Regions from separate parts of the Drosophila melanogaster genome. Here all the other regions are linked to region 1. The links are chromatin contacts, called in public Hi-C and HiChIP or PLAC-seq maps. All regions are on one chromosome and are shown on one strand. Each heading gives the region's core, a stretch centred on a gene start, on an enhancer-like site or on the middle of the called end of the contact. The rest is flanking DNA. Distances are from core to core; before and after follow the strand shown. Region 1 holds the start of N (Notch). Region 2 overlaps sgg (shaggy). Region 3 holds the start of CG32795. Region 4 holds the start of CG12535.

Region 1 (3,351 bases), core at 367-2,866:
GGTGAATACAAGCCATGAAAAGGAAGGCGAAGAGCGAAGAGGAGCTGCCCAAAAGGGAGACAAACGAAGAGGATCGAAAAGGGAATGGAGAAACACAGAGAACGCATTTGGGAGCGGATTCCGACGATTGCGTTTAAAGTGAAATTCTTTAAGGTAGGATTTGCAACAATCCTATAGGCTTATTAAGCAGATTAAGTAGCATCACTTCCTTTTTGGATTACAGTTGCATGGGTTTGCTCAGTCACTTATATGTGTTGCGAATGCATCCGATTTTATAGACCAACATTTCCTAGCTATGCAATGTAGCGATCTATCCAACGGGTTTAAGCGGAACTAGTCCAATGCAAATGTATGTATATTTTGTAATTGCAATTTTAGTTGTTTCATACTAAGTATGCTCCATTTAAAACTGACATCTAAGACCAAACAATTATGCGATTCAGTACTATTAGTTGAGATCCACATCTTTCAGCTATACAAGATCATCTTATCTCATAGTTTTGGTTCTGTAAAAAACCGTTCTTTGGCAAGCGTTTTGGAACGTTTTGAGCCTCCTGGAATTCCAGTTTGTGCACCCACCCTATTTTCGGGCGACCCCGCCTGTCACCCTGCCCTCCCCCCGCCTAGTTGTTCTGATCGGCGTCTCCGCTTTACTCACCAGTTCCGCGAACGGTGTTTGGCAAATTCGCAAACGCCAGCGTCAACAGCAGCAGAGGCAGCGACGCCGGCAGCGACGCAACGGCGTGCATTTTGTTAATCCAAAAACAAATCCAAGTGTTTGGTGCGCGACTGCGACGTCGGCTGCGCTGCGATTGCATTGTAATCCAGTTTTCCAGTTAACCACTTTTCCAGTTTTTCACCTCTACTCGCTTCTCGGTTTCTTTAGCGCTCCTCTTTGGTCTCTCTTTGAGGATATGTTTAACTGCGAGTTTAGGTTTAGTATGCTAGTCTCAGTAGTTTAAGCAATTTTTTGTTTTAGCGCGTTTGTTGTTTTTTTGTTTTTTTTTTTGTTTTTTATAGTTTTGAACTTCAGACTTTAAAGCTTTATTTGATAAACTAAGAGGAGGCACTCTCCCGACGACGGCGACATTTTCCGTTTTGAAACATAAAAAAAAAGTGGCAAAAAAAGAACGCTTTTCGTGTATCTTTTGCTTGCTTTTCTCTTCGCGAGGATCGAGCCACAAATTCAAATTCAAACCGACGCCGCACGCTTGCGTATTGCTCTCTTCCTCTTGCGCTTCTTGCACTCGGCTTTCGTCTCACTCTCACACACGCGCGACTCGAGGTAGATACACTTTTCGAAAATCCTTGTTTCTCTCCCTCTCTCTCTCTCGCTCTCTGTGTCGCTCTCTCGTTGCTATCCCTGCGACAGGCACTCCTTGCTCTTGCTGAACGGCTTTCCCGCTGGGGCCATCCTTTTCATTTCATTGCATTTGCTTGCTGTGTAATTGATTTGTTTGTATATCCTGTTGGCAGCGCGATTTTACGTGCGTTGTTGCACACACATTCAAAAAAAAAATAAATGTTGAGAACTGTGCTCTGCGCTTTCCAGGTTCGTCTGCCTAACGCTCGTCCGCTTTCACAACCGTTTCGTCCACTGGAAAAAAGCGATCTGTTTCAAATCGGCAGTGTGACCGCGTCGGTGCAAGAAAAAGATACCGTATGGCGGGGAGCCATTTTGGCAGCGCGCTCTTTCGCAGCGTTGCGAGATCGGTTGGTGAACAAATAACGTTAGCCGGGCTCCGAGCCGCTTGCATGAGTAGTTTCCCCATTTCGCCGAATGGCGCTTTAGTGCCGTCATAGCGGTATGTAGAAATTACGCTATGTAAAATGTAAAATTCGACAATGTAAGATTCGTAGAAATTACGCTATGTATAATGTAAAATTCGACAATGTAAAATTCGTAGGCACTGGAAAAAAATGTGCATAAATTTGATTGAAAAACGCACTTGTAGCATTTTTTAAGTATTTTATTTTCCTTTTGTTCTCGTATCTTTATTTCAACTAATTTGAGTTGTTCTCGACTTAAGTTAGGTTTTCCCGCAATACGTTCTTAGTTTTCATTTTCCGTACCTTTTTTTTTCGCAACTCCGCTTCCTGCAATTATCATACTTTACTTGGCTTAATAGGATTTCATTTGAATTTCATTTCGTTTCGTGTGTAACGTCTATATAATTGAACGCTTAATTGAATCGTTTGACAATTATCGAAAACAAAAAAAAATATGTAACACCATACTTATCTCCGATTTTCGGAACGCTATCCCAGTTAAAAAGCTCGGCGCAATTGGCCCACGGAAAGAATAGAATTAGATTCGAGTGTATAAATCAGTTTAAACGAACGGGCATTATTTTTAAGCATTTTCAGAATTACTTTAGATAAATACATACATATGTATATTCTCGAAAGAAACAAAAAATAAAATATGAAACAATAAATTAGTTAATTAATTACAGTATTGGCTTAGTGAATTAAGAACCCAACGAGGAATCATAAGGCAGCATTTCGTGTTAAAAATTGAACGCTTTACACTTAATTGCGTTTTTTTTTTTTTTGGTAGATCGCTCAAATGTTTTACAAATTGTTTCTAAGCTTTTTAAGTTTTTCTTTTTACCTTTAAAATTCTTCATTTACGTCTATAAATAGGCTTAAACCTAAACTAGGCAGACAAAAAAAAAAAATTACAAACATTCTCTCTAATCTTAGCTAGTCATTTTTTAATTCAAGCGTTGACATACACATTTATGCTCTATATATATATATATATATATATATATACGATATACAATATTTCATTTGCTTCTTTACATAATTGATTTAAGTTCAAATATCATTTACGCGCTTAGGGCTAGACAAAAAAATATTCAACTTTTCACATGGATGCTGAAATGCTGTGCCACTGAAAACCCGATCAAAAAGTTGGAAAGTGGGAACTATATATATATATATATATATATATGTTGGTGGTTTTTCTAATTTTATTCACTTTACTCGTAAATCACCAATATTTGGACATCTTTTTGTTTTTAGTTTTTTGCGGCTTGGGGATTATCGATTAAATTGCAATAATACTGTAGCATCCCGTAAAAATATAGTTTTCAATTCAATTTCAATTTTGTTTGTTTGTGTGCAAAATAATAGTTATATATGTTACTTTTGGCTCTTCTTGACCGGGTCACAGATGCAGCACAGCACTTAATCTAAATATTTTCTCTCACTGCATTCAGTTGGTTTCGTTTGATGTATACGTAATTAAGTCTAAAAAATTTGATAAATTTTGGCTTAGAAAATTGTTTTTGCTTTCTGCTGCTGCTGCTTTACTTTTCATTTTCGTTTGCTTTTATATTATTA
Region 2 (3,351 bases), core at 594-3,093, 470 kb after region 1:
TTCAGTTGAACCACGCCCAAAATAAATGCCCTATCCGTCAGAACCCCAACCAAGTTGAATGAAATTGAATGAAAACCCTTACCCAATAGCAAACTAGTTTTATTTCAAGGATGTAGATGTAGATGTATCCCTTGGATTTCACTTAAGATTAGCCAAGACTGGAACGTCTGAAGGGTAAATGCAAAGACACTAGAATAACAAGATGCGTAACGCCATACGATTTTTTGGCACACAATTTTTTGGCCGTGGCTCTAGAGGTGGCTCCAGGCTCTCTCGAATTTTTGTTAGAGAGCGAGAGAGCGAAGAGCGCTACAGCGAACAGCTCTTTTCAACGCACAAAGTGTGATAGCAGACAACTGTATGTGTGCACACGTATGCTCATGCATTGTAAATTTGACAAAATATGCCCTTCACCTCAGAAGTTCTTAGACTTTAAATCTATATTATTTTTGATCAATTGGCACCATGCGAAAAATTCTTGTTTTGCATGCCTTAACGTTATTATTATTTGAAAATAGGTTAGAAATAGCCAAATCTATGTACATATTATCACAAAAATAAATTTCAAAAATGGCTTTATATTAGAATATTTGTCATTAGAGTATTCATCTTGCGGCGTGTGAATAATTAATAAGGTAATGATTGTTGAGTGCTTGTGTCCGCACTTCGTGCCTCAAAATATGACCAAAGCAAAGAAACTAGAATAATTCTAGTGTCTTTGATATTACTTTTGCAATAAACAGTTATCATATTTAATTATTTAGTATATTTATTAAATCATTTGACTTAATATGATGTAACATTAACATTAAAAGTGTTTCAAAAAAAATATTTAGCTTTTAAAAAATTGTCAGATGAGAGACAAATTAGAATTAAACATAAATATAAATGTGTAAACGGTAGCTAATTCGAGCAACAATTTTAACAAACAAATTTAAAAAGCTTTAAAATTATAATAATTTTTTTTTAATTTATCATATTGCTAGGAAATTGGCAAAAACTACCCTAATATGTACCATGTAAATTCGTTTCTTCGATCAGAATTGATTTCGGCCCGAAAATCGTCTTCTAGCACAACACGCACACTTATACGCGTTCTTGTCTCTTGTTTTTACTCACACAAGCAAGCAAATTATATTTTTAGATTTCTTACGCTCTCAGCGGGAGTGAGCCGAAAGAGAGTAATTTTGGCCGTCACCAAAAAAGTGGCTGCATAGTGCCAAACCAATGTATGGCCGTTACGCATCTTGTTATTCTAGGGTCTTTGGTAAATGTATGTACGAGTATGTATAGCCCCAGTGTGCACCTTGTTTTTTTTATTTTAGAGTATTTTTTTATATATTTGATTCGCAATCTTCACCTTGCCGTTGTGCTGACAATTAAAAAATATACTCTATCAGTGCCATTTTTCTGTTTGCTACTAATGCTAATGCATATGCAGTATAGACTAGTGTTAGCATATATAGACTTCATTTAATTGAAACGAATTGATTTTATTCTATTTTATTGGCTAAGAAATCTATCTGTCGATCACGGTTTTTGGGCAAAAGAGAGGGCAGAGATCGGTTAAGCGAGGCGGTGGAAAAGGGATGGCCAGATGACGACCCACGCGGGCGGAGATCACGAGATGCCCCACAATCTGCAGCACTTGGCAACCTTATAGAAATGAATCCGCCAGCCATTGTCACCTGCATCGTTATCACATCACCACAACGGGTGTCGGTGGTCGGTCGTCTCTTCTATCGCAGCTTCGGTGGAACTTTCCATAGCATACTTTTGAATGCCACCAATAAAATCGGGCAACATTTTTTTCTCTTTTGTATCTACGTAAAGCCCAAATGCCTCCCCATCATCCCCAATCGTTAGAAGACCTCAAAGTGCCCAGAAAACAGCAACAGCAAATATACAAAACACAAACAAATCGGTGAAGAGGAAGCCATTTCGCCAAAGAGAAATCAATAGTTTGTGAGGTGCATTTTAAAGAGAACTACTTGTATCTGATATCTGGCATCTAGTAACTAGAATCCATTGAAAATGCTCTTTTCACAGCTGATCAAACACGAGTATTGAATGCGAGTTGACATGATAACATAAAATAAAATAAAGCAAATTAATATAAAAGCAGACGCGTAACGGCAATGGAAAAACAGCTGGGCAAATGCTAAATAAAAAACATTTCCATCGCTGTAAGTGACGAAAATAGCAACACTAATCACTAATCACTTGGTTGCATCGCTATCAGTGTGCAAATATAAATACACAAATTGCTATATTGTTCTTAGCAGATCAATATGGAGCATCAATATCCATCAATACAAGCCCACATTTACTCTTACTCTTCAATGGTCAGCAGCATCAATAGGTTTTATATGGATTCCCTGCTCTTTTCCAACAAATAATAATCCGAATTGCAAATATTCCTACTACTACTACTCCCAGTGAAAAGCACAAAAACATATTTTTCCATTTCAAATTCCAAATCGAACGTGAGGCAGGGCAGGGTAGAAAGGAAATGAGGTGAGAGGGCGGCATAAAAAACAAAAAACAAAAACAAAGACGACAGAGACACGCCTCCGTTTGGTCACAGATTTAGTGAATATACGAATGTACATACATATATAATACATATATACATATACGTAAAAATACATTTCACAAGCTGTTCAATATATGCATGTTGTTGGGCTTTGATATTTTTGGAAAAGTTTTTTGCTCTGTCATCCGTTTTATGAAACGAGCGCGTGATTGTCGAGCGTTAAAAAAAAAAGAAACAACAGCAGCTAACACGGCGTAATCTCTGCTCCCGAATCCCCAATTCCTTCCATCTTCCCATCCTCTTTCCTGCCACCCCCTCGACGGGAATATATATACATATATATATATATACCTATGGCTATATATAATCAGCGCTGTAAGCAATATAGCCGCGTGCCTCTTGATCTCTTTACTGCCGATGATCTTCGATCATGCAGGCTGTCGTAGCTTTGACTTAACCTCTACACAGCGAGAAATCGGGGGTGGGCGGTAGTTGGGCGAAGTGAAGTACCAAAAGTAAGCTAGGCAAGTTCTACAACATATATATATATATATAGTTCGCCAACCTTCCTGCTATCAGTCAGCATCTGCGAAAGCTGCAAATCACCACTACGACTCGCCGGATGGGAACTGCTTTGGGCTGATGATGATATGATGATGATACCGAGGTGACAAGCACGCTGTGACACAGTGCCTTCCATACGCTGTAATCGTAGCAGTCAGCAGCAAGGGGAATGTGCCACTAGCCACTAGCCACTTGCCACTTTTCGCACCGCGGCGTTAACGCTTCGTTCGCTAAGCTCACGGGGCCAAGAT
Region 3 (3,351 bases), core at 582-3,081, 340 kb after region 1:
GGAGAAAGGAAGCGTCTGGCATTCGCCTCCGAGGCTCTAACCGATCCGCCGCTTCTGATCTGCGATGAGCCCACCTCCGGACTGGACTCCTTTACCGCCCACAGCGTCGTCCAGGTGCTGAAGAAGCTGTCGCAGAAGGGCAAGACCGTCATCCTGACCATTCATCAGCCGTCTTCCGAGCTGTTTGAGCTCTTTGACAAGATCCTTCTGATGGCCGAGGGCAGGGTAGCTTTCTTGGGCACTCCCAGCGAAGCCGTCGACTTCTTTTCCTAGTGAGTTCGATGTGTTTATTAAGGGTATCTAGTATTACATAACATCTCAACTCCTATCCAGCGTGGGTGCCCAGTGTCCTACCAACTACAATCCGGCGGACTTTTACGTACAGGTGTTGGCCGTTGTGCCCGGACGGGAGATCGAGTCCCGTGATCGGATCGCCAAGATATGCGACAATTTTGCCATTAGCAAAGTAGCCCGGGATATGGAGCAGTTGTTGGCCACCAAAAATCTGGAGAAGCCACTGGAGCAGCCGGAGAATGGGTACACCTACAAGGCCACCTGGTTCATGCAGTTCCGGGCGGTCCTGTGGCGATCCTGGCTGTCGGTGCTCAAGGAACCACTCCTCGTAAAAGTGCGACTTATTCAGACAACGGTGAGTGGTTCCAGTGGAAACAAATGATATAACGCTTACAATTCTTGGAAACAAATTCGCTAGATTTTAGATAGAATTGCCTGATTCCACACCCTTCTTAGTTTTTTTCAATGAGATGTATAGTTTATAGTTTTGCAGAAGATAAATAAATTTCATTTAACTCGCGAATATTAATGAGATGCGAGTAACATTTTAATTTGCAGATGGTTGCCATCTTGATTGGCCTCATCTTTTTGGGCCAACAACTCACGCAAGTGGGTGTGATGAATATCAACGGAGCCATCTTCCTCTTCCTGACCAACATGACCTTTCAAAACGTCTTTGCCACGATAAATGTAAGTCATGTTTAGAATACATTTGCATTTCAATAATTTACTAACTTTCTAATGAATCGATTCGATTTAGGTGTTCACCTCAGAGCTGCCAGTTTTTATGAGGGAGGCCCGAAGTCGACTTTATCGCTGTGACACATACTTTCTGGGCAAAACGATTGCCGAATTGCCGCTTTTTCTCACAGTGCCACTGGTCTTCACGGCGATTGCCTATCCGATGATCGGACTGCGGGCCGGAGTGCTGCACTTCTTCAACTGCCTGGCGCTGGTCACTCTGGTGGCCAATGTGTCAACGTCCTTCGGATATCTAATATCCTGCGCCAGCTCCTCGACCTCGATGGCGCTGTCTGTGGGTCCGCCGGTTATCATACCATTCCTGCTCTTTGGCGGCTTCTTCTTGAACTCGGGCTCGGTGCCAGTATACCTCAAATGGTTGTCGTACCTCTCATGGTTCCGTTACGCCAACGAGGGTCTGCTGATTAACCAATGGGCGGACGTGGAGCCGGGCGAAATTAGCTGCACATCGTCGAACACCACGTGCCCCAGTTCGGGCAAGGTCATCCTGGAGACGCTTAACTTCTCCGCCGCCGATCTGCCGCTGGACTACGTGGGTCTGGCCATTCTCATCGTGAGCTTCCGGGTGCTCGCATATCTGGCTCTAAGACTTCGGGCCCGACGCAAGGAGTAGCCGACATATATCCGAAATAACTGCTTGTTTTTTTTTTTACCATTATTACCATCGTGTTTACTGTTTATTGCCCCCTCAAAAAGCTAATGTAATTATATTTGTGCCAATAAAAACAAGATATGACCTATAGAATACAAGTATTTCCCCTTCGAACATCCCCACAAGTAGACTTTGGATTTGTCTTCTAACCAAAAGACTTACACACCTGCATACCTTACATCAAAAACTCGTTTATCGCTACATAAAACACCGGGATATATTTTTTATATACAAACTTTTCAAATCGCGCGCCCTCTTCATAATTCACCTCCACCACACCACGTTTCGTAGTTGCTCTTTCGCTGTCTCCCACCCGCTCTCCGCAACACATTCACCTTTTGTTCGACGACCTTGGAGCGACTGTCGTTAGTTCCGCGCGATTCGGTTCGCTCAAATGGTTCCGAGTGGTTCATTTCGTCTCAATAGAAATTAGTAATAAATATTTGTATGTACAATTTATTTGCTCCAATATATTTGTATATATTTCCCTCACAGCTATATTTATTCTAATTTAATATTATGACTTTTTAAGGTAATTTTTTGTGACCTGTTCGGAGTGATTAGCGTTACAATTTGAACTGAAAGTGACATCCAGTGTTTGTTCCTTGTGTAGATGCATCTCAAAAAAATGGTGGGCATAATAGTGTTGTTTATATATATCAAAAATAACAACTATAATAATAAGAATACATTTAATTTAGAAAATGCTTGGATTTCACTGGAACTAGTTCTCTCTCTCTCTCTCTTATCTATCGCTACTTGGTTGGCGCGCTCTCGCGCTCTCTTTGTGTGCGTGTGGGCAGTGTGTTTTTTGTTGTTTTGCGCTTTATGTGTTGTATTTTGTGTGTTTGGCCGAAGTATTTAAAACAAAAGTGCAGCGGAAATAGTTAATAACAAAATATTAGTCGACGGTAGCGGTCCGGTTGTTTTCGTGCTCATCGCGAGTACGTATTTATTTTTAAAAAATAATAAACGCGAAAGGCAAGAGAACGCGGCATAAGTTGTGTTGACTTTTGAGTTTTGTTTGTTAATTTTCCAATTGCAAAGGCAAATTGCGGTCTTTTTTTTGTTGCTTCTTTGCTTTTCCAACGTGGCAACGTGATTGTGTGGGTGTGCTCTGGTGTGTGTGCATGTGTGTGAGTGCGTGCGTGTTTGTTTGTTGGGAAATCGCAGAAAAATATTTAATTGATTTTTCACCGGTTTATTTCCTAACCTCAAACGCAACATCTTCTGCTTCTTCTCTTTGCCAGCTGTTGCATACAACAAATAAAAATAATAAAAATAATAATAATAATAACAACAACCACCTAGGCAAACAAAAACAAACGGAGAAATAATAGCAGCCAAATAAAGGATAAACGGCGAGCAAAGCCGCAAAAAACCACCAGAATGAATATCGATTCGCTGAAAAACGAGTGGGAAGAACTCAATAAGGAGTTTGCCGAACTGGAGGTAAGCTCTATATATATTCATTTATATATACAAACATACATCTGTAGAATCGAGAAGTAATGCCCACAGACTATATAGATATCAATACCAAAATTCGAAGACATGAAAGAGGCACGCGCACAAACACCCACACGTGTGTCTGTGTCGCTTTCACCTTGGACAAAAACAGCTGCTTGTTCTTAAAAATACCC
Region 4 (3,351 bases), core at 398-2,897, 310 kb before region 1:
AGATATAGATACGGGTACGGATCGGTGCGATGTCGTAAAACTTGTCCAAATTTATAATTTGACATTTATGCATTCTTTATGATTATTTATTACGTTAATTTTTGATTAAAAGTGGCGTCGACAACAAACCCTAGCTCGTCTGACGCCCAAATCGCCTCCCCATTTTCCCCATCCTCTTGATTCATTTGCGACATTTGTGGCATCGCATTCTGACTCAATTAGATGAACTCGGTCGGCATGGAAGGATGAAGTTCGTGATCTTGGAATTGATTGAAGGGGTGCTTCCACGTACATATGTAAATACATACCATACATTTGTACATACATATGTACATTCTGTGGCAGTACTAAGATCGGACTAAGTGTTAGTACTCCGTATTAGGGTAGCATTCGAAAGGCAACAAATTGCATGCGAAATGCGAACAATTATTCATACTTTGTATTTCCGAGAGCGATTAATATGAATTTCGCATTCGCATTGGACTTAGAGACAAGGCAAATGGCATTAAGTGCAAATTTAGCCGGTAGGGGCGGTCATAATCAGTAGCATACATAAATTACACAGACAAATGCACACCAGACATACATATGTATGTACATACATACATATGTGCATACATATACTTCAGCCATAGCTACTATAGCTACTCATACTATATAGAAGTCTATTATCGTGCATTCGAATTTCAGATTTCTCCCCATGCTTTTCGCTGATTTAATTATTTTCATTTCAAATTTCGCACACACTGCTTTTGGTTTATTTTTTGTGTTTTTGTGTCGTTTTTTTTTTGTTTTTTGTTTTTTTTTTTTTGCTCGCTTTATTGCCCGTCCAACATCCGTCCCCGAACTTTGTCAACTGCAGTTAAAATTTATTTCATTTAATATTTCGCGGCGCACGAAGGCTCCATCTAAATACATTGTTCATACATATGTATGCATGTATGTATGTATGTAAAAAGCTCTCTAAAAAATTAAATGCCTGGCGCGTCTTTTTACATGCTGTGCAACATGCGAAAATAAGTCGTAAAGTCATTCTTAAATAAAAATGCCAATATAGGCAAATGTTTGCACGCTTTTTAGTCGTCGTTCGTTGTACATTGTACATACATACGTACATCATTTGCACACTCGACAATTGTGCCCTTGGCCCACCAGCAGTCGAGCCAAAGATTATGATGCTATGGTTAATGGTTAATGGTTAATGGTTAATGGGATTATGTCTGGGGTTCATCAGTTCCGGGATCGAAAAGTGGGATATGACAATAGCTTTAGCTGCAACCGAACATTGAGCATTCTAAAGCCGCCGGATTCGGGAATAATATGTATGTATGTATGGGACTAGGGTACGATAGTTCGTAGATAAGATAACAAATCTAGCGAGAAAGTTGCATAACCTGGATGGTATCTAGTGGAGTCATAATAGAATTATACAATGTTTATACTACTAATATAAGAGTCTATTTTTGGTAGCTCGATTGAGTCCTGGTATTATCTTGAGTACACACACACACACACACGCACACACACACATTTGATACATTCCAAAGGCAGTATACTGAAACTGAAACTGAAACCTGATAACAAGTTCGTGATCTCACGCTCGGAAGCAGTGTGTCCAAAAATAAATGATTTTCATATCTGCAATTACCAATTTCCCATAACTCGTGCCCAAAAAAACTATATAAATGTACATATGTATGTATGTGTTATCAATAATGCAATAGTTCGTGGAATTTACACTCAAATTGTCCCGATTGTTAATTGTTATTATTATTATTTTCGTATTCGCCGTTCGATAAATGATCGGGACACCCAGACATTTGATCACACATTATTTTGATGGACTTGGTCCAGGCGCAGCAGTGTGTACTATTATTATTATTATTATTATTATTATTATTATTATTATGTCTCGTCTGCGTCTTTGTTTATATTCAGTTGTTGTTGGTTTTGCCCAATCGCGCAGCTATTTTCTATTTGCACCGTAATTTTATTTCGCCTTCTACTTTGCCCTGCACTTTGTCACCTTCTATCAGTCGTTTTTTGTTTTGTTTTTTTGTTTTTTCCCGGTTCCTATTTGTTGTTTTCCTTGTGCATTTGGCAAATTAGCTACGCTGCAAGCACCACACCACCCCCCCCCCCACACCGTTTTTCCTTCAGTGTAAAATGTCAACACAAGAGGTGCAGTTATCGTAAATTTCTGTTTGTTTTTCTCGCCACCCATTGATTTTCATTTGCACAATGGGCATTTTGGTTTGTGGTGCAAAACTCGTTCAGTTTTAGAGCAATTATTTTTTGATATCGATAATGGTTTTTAAATTTGCTGTTCATTCTTAACAACGAGATGTAATAAATTCATTTTCCTAATCAATTTCCAGACATTTTTTCCGTCGCAATTGCCACTTTTATACGGCAAACGTGTATGTACATATATGTATATATGGTACATACACATAAACAAAATAACGCTAGGGTATCTCCTTACTGGCCGCTCATTACTTGCACTTTTCCCTTTGTTTTAGTCGCTTCATCAGCATTTCAAATGTGGGAAACGCTGCTGCTCAGTGGGCGTGGCAATGGAGGGGCGCCAAGCGAAAAATAAGCAAAAAAAAAACAAGATGGCTCAAATGTGAATCAAAGTGATAAAACTCGAAAATTTCTACAAATTGCAGTTCAGCTCAGAAAAGAAAACTAGACAAACGAACGTATGTACATATGTAGATACTGAAATTTATTTTATTTAAGTCACTAATTCGATTTGTTTTCTTGCAGTGCAGTTGATAAGACTGCAGTGAGAGGACATCTGTTAATTAGCCATGCACGTGGCTTTCATTTTTACGAAGCTTTGGCTTGGCGCCATTTTCTCTCATTTGGTGAGCACGCCCACTCCACTCCCCACTCCCCCCCACCCACCGCCCATCGTTATAATACAGTTTACAGTTACGCCGATAAGCTGCGAGTTGCCGCCAGTCAAGTAGTTTCACCCAATAATCGCATTTTCCATTGCACTTGCACGAGCAACTTTGGCCGTTTTGCTTACTACAATATATGCAAATGCATATAATGAATAAATGCATACATAAATCGCATTTAAATTTAGCCTTGCACCGAAAAAAAAATTACTTGAAATTTATTAATATTACAAGGCAAATTTCTCACTATTGGAAAGAATCATAATATATTGTATATTTTCTAAGTTAATTATATAGTTTCTTAGTTATCTATTTCTATGCGCATATTTCACTTTATTAATAGGTGACTATAATTTTTGTTACGAACTTATGTCCTTTGCAGGTTCTTCAAAGCATTCCTGTTTTCCTGTTTCCCCTTAATGTGTCCCATTTGATGTGT

What was found. Hi-C and Micro-C count contacts between places; a contact is called where the count stands out from the background. HiChIP or PLAC-seq counts read pairs in DNA pulled down with a chosen protein or histone mark.
Region 2: a Hi-C map of the Kc167 cell line shows a contact between it and region 1, with 1.7 times the contacts expected there. The contact joins the enhancer-like site here to the promoter of N in region 1. A contact is called at or near these places in 2 of 107 Hi-C or Micro-C datasets (the Kc167 cell line and the ML-DmBG3-c2 cell line).
Region 3: a CP190 HiChIP or PLAC-seq map of the Kc167 cell line shows a contact between it and region 1, with 3 times the contacts expected there. The contact joins the promoter of CG32795 here to the promoter of N in region 1. A contact is called at or near these places in 2 of 107 Hi-C or Micro-C datasets (eye imaginal disc and wing imaginal disc) and 1 of 6 datasets of contacts at active chromatin or transcription factors (the Kc167 cell line).
Region 4: a contact with region 1 is called in a Hi-C map of the Kc167 cell line, with 1.6 times the contacts expected there. The contact joins the promoter of CG12535 here to the promoter of N in region 1. A contact is called at or near these places in 3 of 107 Hi-C or Micro-C datasets (the Kc167 cell line, the ML-DmBG3-c2 cell line and wing imaginal disc) and 2 of 6 datasets of contacts at active chromatin or transcription factors (both in the Kc167 cell line).

The regions. Positions count from the first base shown.
Region 1 is chrX:3,133,135-3,136,485 of dm6, reverse strand. It overlaps N (Notch), which reads right to left and starts at 1,616. Exons shown (of 9, transcript NM_057511.4): 1 at 659-1,616. The coding sequence starts at 818. kirre (kin of irre) reads right to left here. Exons shown (of 11, transcript NM_001258579.3): 11 at 1,954-3,351.
Region 2 is chrX:2,662,358-2,665,708 of dm6, reverse strand. The region is part of intron 4 of sgg (shaggy); the gene reads right to left. Among named protein-coding and RNA genes, the nearest start is that of lncRNA:CR45197, 11 kb to the left of the region's middle. Within about 2 kb of position 1,843, at least 22 of the 39 cell types and tissues checked have an H3K27ac peak or open chromatin away from gene starts, as enhancers often do. A contact at or near this core is called in the Kc167 cell line, where this site is marked.
Region 3 is chrX:2,789,047-2,792,397 of dm6, reverse strand. It overlaps CG32795, which reads left to right and starts at 1,831. Exons shown (of 9, transcript NM_001258580.1): 1 at 1,831-2,153; 2 at 2,241-2,339; 3 at 3,020-3,160. The coding sequence starts at 3,098. All of the region lies in intron 2 of kirre (kin of irre), which reads right to left. It overlaps w (white), which reads left to right. Exons shown (of 6, transcript NM_057439.2): 3 at 1-272; 4 at 334-649; 5 at 853-984; 6 at 1,055-1,799. The coding sequence ends at 1,669.
Region 4 is chrX:3,447,239-3,450,589 of dm6, reverse strand. It overlaps CG12535, which reads left to right and starts at 1,647. Exons shown (of 4, transcript NM_001297909.1): 1 at 1,647-1,695. The region is part of intron 2 of lncRNA:CR44999 (long non-coding RNA:CR44999); the gene reads right to left.